Regions from separate parts of the Mus musculus genome. Here region 2 is linked to region 1. A link is a contact called in public Hi-C data. All regions are on one chromosome and are shown on one strand. The core of a region is the stretch at or near the end of the contact, and the rest is flanking DNA. Distances in the headings are between cores, read along the strand shown. Region 1 has its middle 13 kb from the start of Gm31639. Region 2 has its middle 21 kb from the start of Tmem123.

The links. A called contact is a pair of places that touch in the nucleus more often than the background predicts.
Region 2: a Hi-C map of pro-B cells shows a contact between it and region 1, with 1.9 times the contacts expected there. The contact joins two enhancer-like sites. A contact is called at or near these places in 1 of 484 Hi-C or Micro-C datasets (pro-B cells) and 1 of 115 datasets of contacts at active chromatin or transcription factors (large pre-B cells).

What each region holds. Positions count from the first base shown.
Region 1 is chr9:7,241,207-7,244,463 of GRCm38.p6, forward strand. No RefSeq gene overlaps it. Among named protein-coding and RNA genes, the nearest start is that of Gm31639, 13 kb to the right of the region's middle. Within about 2 kb of position 1,620, at least 5 of the 459 cell types and tissues checked have an H3K27ac peak or open chromatin away from gene starts, as enhancers often do. A contact at or near this core is called in pro-B cells, where this site is marked.
Region 2 is chr9:7,741,208-7,744,464 of GRCm38.p6, forward strand. No RefSeq gene overlaps it. Among named protein-coding and RNA genes, the nearest start is that of Tmem123, 21 kb to the right of the region's middle. Within about 2 kb of position 1,719, at least 27 of the 459 cell types and tissues checked have an H3K27ac peak or open chromatin away from gene starts, as enhancers often do. A contact at or near this core is called in pro-B cells, where this site is marked.

The sequences.
Region 1 (3,257 bases), core at 370-2,869:
GTTAGGGGCCTTGAAGTGAAATTGGTTGGAGGAGGAAGAGCTAAGCCTGGACTTAAAGATCAGGGAAGATGTTTATTGATAGGGACTGAGACCTGAAGTCTCATGAAGTGGAGAAGGGGAAAGTTCATACTTAGACAGTAGTTATTTCAAAGAGTAGTATGACTGATAGCATAATGTCACCATGGACTTTTCTGTTTTGTTTTGTTGTGTTGTGTTGTGTTTTGTTTTGTTTAAGAAAGAGCTTCATTATGTAACCCAAGTTGGAAAAGGCAGTCCTGAAATAGAATTTGAACAATATATCAGTTATCCAGAAATAAAATGTTAGCGAGTACACCCAAGGCAGGGGAAAGAGCACACACACGCACACACACACACACACACACACACATTCAACAAGCAACATGTTGTATGCTAGAAAGAAATGATTCACTATTTAGAAGACGTGAGTGGAGAATGTATCAGGTATTGGAGGACATTGGTTGCCATGATAACAGTCTTGGATAATAACCTCATGTGACGGAGAAGCTGTAAGGCATTTGAGCCAAGGAAGGCAGTGTTTATATTCTTTATCAAGGTACATCAGCTCTAGTCAGACTCCCTCATGTGGATGGCACATTGAGACTGAGTGGACAGGTCTGGAGGCTAACACACGGGCAAATTGAGATGGATTTTGAATTAAGGAGTGACACCAAGAGATAAAAGTGGCAGGCCTTAGAAATATTATGTATGTGGGTGCTGATGAAAAACAAGATTATGATAACTTGGGAGACCAGTGTGTGCTGGCATGTTTTACCATCTCAGCAACACAGAGCTCCATGGTTATCATCATCAGTGATGAAGATGATGGATGTAGCATAACAAACTGAATCACTATCGTTATCATTATCACTAGTGGGGAGACAGTAATCACTTACTTTTGCTTTCTTCATGCTTTTACTACAATACACATATTAAGTGCACTCTCTGATCTGTCACCAGACAGCCTCTGCTCCTCCCTTCTTTCTCTCTTTTACTACACGGCCTATGTCACTACCTAGCATGCTCACTATATTTGTCATCGATTAAGGTTACTGAATTGAATGTAAAATGTCCCCCTCAGGCTCCTGTGTTTGAACACATGGCCCCCAGATGGTGTCACTGTTTTGAGAAGTTGCTCTTTAGAGGTAAAGCCAAGCCAGAGGAGGCAGGTGGTTTGAAGGTTTAGAGCCCAAACCTGTTTCACAACCTGTCTCTGCTTCCTGGTACGCTGAGATGGGAGCAGTCAGAGTTGCTTAGCACCATGCCTTCCTCCCATTGATGGACTCTATCCTCTCAAACTGTAAGGCCAAATAGATCCTTCCTTTATTAAGTTGCTTTCTCCTCTTGTATTTGATCAAGAAAATTATCGAATATGCACACTAAATTATAACCCTCATAAAGATAGACACGTTTCTTCCTATCCCCATTACCTAGAAAATACTTGGATTCCTATTGTCATTCACTAAATACTTGAGGAGTGAGAGACAGTAAGGATGGGTTAAGGATCAATAGCTGATTTTATGATCTGCTCAGAGGCAGTTGAGAAGCAACCTACCTACTCATGGTGACTTCTTTGGAAGCTCCTACTCCCTGCCAGCTGAAGCTCAGTCTAGCATGTCTCTCCCTCCTTCCTTTCCTCTCAGGCAGGCTGTCCTTTTGCTTTACAGTCTATGTAGTTTCACAATTTTATGACTGTGGTTAAGATTCCTGGCAAAATTGAAACCGCTGGGGATCTAACCTATAGTTTTAGAGAACATAAACAGATACCCTGGTCAACTCTTGGTTACTTTATTTATTTATTTATGGCTGGGCAAATCGTAGTTAAAAACCAAAAAAGTATGACATTTGTTTGGAATCTGAGTAACTGGTCTTCAAATTTCCCACCATAGCTGGTAGAAGAGAGAAGAATGTGACAATTTAGAATGTGAAAGTTATTTTTTAAACAAGCAGTTTGGAAAGATTTTCTTTTTTTGTTTTTTGTTTTTTGTTCTGTTTTTGTTTTTGTTTTTGGGTTTTTTTAATGTGCTTTTTTCTCTCATATGTTTCAGGGGGTAAAAAGTGGAATTGCCTTTTCAAATGAGTTTTTTACTTGTACCTTCAATTCACCCCCTAAGCCCTGAGCATGCTGTAGCCCTCGTGAGTCCAGGCCTTGACTGCTGGAAGGAGGCCCTTGCCTCTGGCTCTGCTCTTGCCCCAACCATTCTATTCTCTTCACACAGTGCTGATTATTACTGTGTTCACTTGCATAGAAGATCACTGCAGACATGCTGATCTGCCAGACAATGAACCCACAGTAGGTTAGTCGGACTTCATACCAGTGATTAATATACAACTTAACACATGGCATCATTCAAAAATCTTTTATGTTTTCCTATAGTCTATGGAATATAATATCAACCCATTTCAGTGTTATTTCAAGTAGTTATTTCATTCAACATGCTTCCATAAAACTCACCTCCTCCTGCTTTCTGTTTTTCCTATTACCTAGTGTATAAAGAAGGGTCATGCCATAATCCTGTTTACCTGAACAGAAGTTATTTCTTCCTGATGTGTGGTACTCAAATCTCTCATGGACTGAACCTTGGCCACAAAGTTCAGCATAACTTAAATCGATCATTTATAAAAACACGTGTCTTTTAGAAAGGTGAAAAGTGTTTGTTCTTTTACCCAAAGCACACATTCTTCAAATCAAACTGATATTCTGTAATGGCTTGTTCTTACTGATGGATGCTTATTGCGCCCTGAGATCACTGGGACACTCACACTGGCAACTTTAGTTGTGTTCCTTTAGTGTAGCATTCCAGGTCCACCTTGCTATTCCATTCTTGATTAAACCCATGCAATCCTTCATGCATTATCAATTTAATTGGACAACTACTTCTGACACAGTTCCCCGCTTTTCCAGGCCCACCCCTTTGTCTTTTGTGTTTACAAAGGGCACTACCTACCCTCCTTCTAGAGCAAGCAACACAGTTAGACTCGAGGAAGAGAATTGAGTGCATTTTCTACTGTTGGAGACTGGGAGTACTTTTTCCACTCCTGGTTTCTATATGGAAGAATTTCCCCCTCAACTCTACAAGTTCCTTACTATTCAGCTTTCTTCTCTTAACATCAATGGCCTTGGTGAGTGACAGCTGTGGCTCCATGTTTCTAACCTGATGGTGTTAGCTATCAGTAATCCTAGTGCTGCACATGTGGTCTTTGCCCATGCCCACTCTACTTTGACCATTGGAAATAGA
Region 2 (3,257 bases), core at 469-2,968, 500 kb after region 1:
TTTTGCCATCTGGTAATCTCTGGTGTTAGATGTTCTAGCTGTCTCTGGCTGGAGCTTATTCCTCCTGTGATTCTGGTTAGCCTCTGTCAACAGTCCTGGGAGTTCAACTCTCTCCTGAGTACCAGTGGTCAGAGCACTCTCTACAGGTAAGCTCTCTTCTGGCATGGAAGGTGCACAGAGATCTGGAGCTCAGCTCTGCCTCCTGGCTGAAGATGAAGACCTGAAGGGACCCTGCCCAAGAGGCTCTGTTGCTTCTTCAGCTCACATGCTGTCCTGTGCAGACTGGTCTCTCAGAGACCCGGGATACAAGATGGCGATCTCGCCTGAACCCTGGAGTCAGAGCCAAGAATCTTTTTTCTTTAGAGGTATAATCCATGACAAATTGTCCATGCTCCTCCGAATGCATATATGGGCATCATTAACTGGTCCCGGTGCGTTATTTAAGAAAGAAAGAAAGAAAGAAAGAGAGAGAGAGAGAGAGAGAGAGAAAGAAAGAAAGAAAGAAAGAAAGAAAGAAAGAAAGAAAGAGAGAGGAAGAAAAAGAAAGAAAGAGAGAAAGAAAGAAAGAAAGAAAGAAAGAAAGAAAGAAAGAAAGAAAGAAAGAGAGAGAGAGAGAGGGAGAAAGGGAGGGAGGGAGGAAGGAAGGAAGGAAAGAAAGAAGAATATATTGGATGTGATTGAATGTGTCTGATATATATTATATGTATGTATAAAATTCTCAAGGAATAAATAGAAAATATTACATTTTTAAAAAGTAAAATGATACTGGATGTATCACATACCTTTAATCTCAGCACTTGGAAGGAAGAGGCAGGAGGATCTCTGTGAGTTGGAGGCCAGCCTGGTCTACATAGCTCGTTCCAGGCAAGCCAGGGCTACACATTAAAACCCTGTCTCAGAAAGATAAAAAGGAAAAAAGGAAAAAGAGGGCTGTGGGAGTGTGTGGGTTGGTGGTAGAACACCTGGGTGGCATTGTGAAGCTCCGACTTCCATCCCTAGTACTGCATAAAAGAGTGAGACAGAGACAGAGACAGACAGAGAACCAGGTGCCAAAGGCCCAGTACCATCTAATCTAATCTTTCCATATTTCAAAAGAAGCTGGCATTTGGGTTTCTGAATTAATATTCCAACCATGTTTCCAATAGCCTCACTGCTATACTGGTGAAGAATGCAAAGCCAAATGTAGCATATCATTGGACCTTCACAGCATTTGAAGAAATACTAATACATCCTTCGAGACCTGGACCAGTGCCCAGGCCTTCCATTAGCCCTTTGGTCAACATGACACAGGGCTCCCTTTGCAGAGTCTTTGTCTTCTACACAAGAGAATTTTTTGTCTTTCTTTTATTTAGACAGGATCTCATGAAACCCAGACTGGCCTCAAACTCATTACTAGCTCAAACTGGCCTTGAACTACTGATTCTTCTGGCTCTGCCTTCCAAGAGCTAAGATTATAGGTGAATGATATGATAGCTAGTATTATAGATAAAACAATTTATAATCAGACACAAGAACTGGGGATGGATCTCAGTTGGTACAATGCCTGCCTGACACACACAAAAGGGACTTGAGGTCAGGAATGGTGGCACACTCTTGTAATCCCAGCACTTGGGACATGTGGGTAGGAGGATTTCTTCTGCAGTAAAAGGAAGGGTGTCAAATATACAGGTGTGTGAGTGCAGATCTCATCAGAACAGCTGTTTCTTCCACTTCCTTATTCGGTGCTCATGTGTGTCCCCTGCCTGCTCATGTGTGCCCTGCCTATTTTTCACTATGGGGTTCTATGCTTCACTCAGTTGCCAAGTATGACTTCTTCTCTAATGAAGGAGATCCTCTCATAAGAGATCACAAGTCTAGTCTGAAGCAGAATCCTGTTTTAACTATACTTAAAGGGTGCTCCTGACTACTGACTGTGCTGGTTATAAAGGGTGTCATCTATTGCCATCTACATAAAGCCTAGCTGGCTATTGTGCTACAAGTGGTCAACCCAGTGGCTATTTCTATTCTACAAGTGTCTGTGAAGTAGGTGGATGCTCAGGATCTTTCTAGTGGCTCCCTTCCTAAGGCTCAAGCTCCCTTTGACTATGGTATTAGAGAATACCTTAATAAATAGTAACAATAACTAAAGCTGTAGAGGAATTTTAATCCAGCCATATGGCTAATCTGGCAAGGGATCACATTCAAAGACCTAAGTCTGTATGACCTGTCTGGAATGAAGACTGGCCACACACCTTTAGTCCCTCTTGCCCTTCTACCTCAGTCCCCTCTCTCTTGGAACTTTCTTCTGCTTGTGCTCTCCTCTCCCACTCTCCTTCTCCCTTTTCACTCATGGTCAGATTCATTCTGAATGCTTCCAGATGCTGGCTGTACTTTCCCATATCTACAATAAAATCCTTCACCTCAGTCATTCCTTGGATCAGTCATGTCCTCCTCATTTTAGTCACCTGGACTCCAGGGACAAGTCCCAGAAAATCTCCCAGACACATTGAACAGCTCCTTCCAATCAACTGAAAGCTATCTTTGCCTTGTGACAATCCCTTGTGGTGATGGATTTTAGCTCCCTGCAAATGCATTGTCTGTCTAGACTTAAGAAACTCAAGAGCAGGCCCCTCATAACACTGCTTCCATGCTTCCTGTAGTGCTGCACAGTGTCTTTGTTTGCTCTCTATCGATGACTGAAAGTGACTCCAGAGGGAGAGTTTACCTGGTTTATGGATGACAGCCTGTAGAGCAAAGCCAAGGGAAGAACTCAAGGAAGGAGCCTAGAGACAGGAGCTGAAGCAGAGACTTCGCCCGTGATGAATGCTGCTTGTTAGCTTGTTGGCTTGCTTTCTTCTTGATTGTGAGCCATCCTTTACAGGTGAGCCATCTCTCCAGACCTCAGAATGCTTCCTTATACCGGCCAGGCCAGCCTGTCCAGGGGTGGCATCACACACAGTGGGCTAAGCCCTAACACATCAAACACTAATCAAGAAAATGCTCCCATGAACTTGGCTAGAGGCCAATATGATGGGCATTTCCTCAGCTGAGATGCCCTTTTCCCGAGTGATTCCAATTTGTGTCAAGTTGACAAACACTAACCAGCACAAATAGTAAATGCTCAACAAAGAACTTCAAAATATTTTACTGACTTCATGTCACAGAGTCTGTGTGGCTGGGTCTCAGGACAGCTTCAGTTTCCAAGAAACTTGATTCAGGGCCAAGCAGACAAGCTTCAGTGAGTCAAAGCAGTAGCTGTGTGAACTTGATGGCCTGAG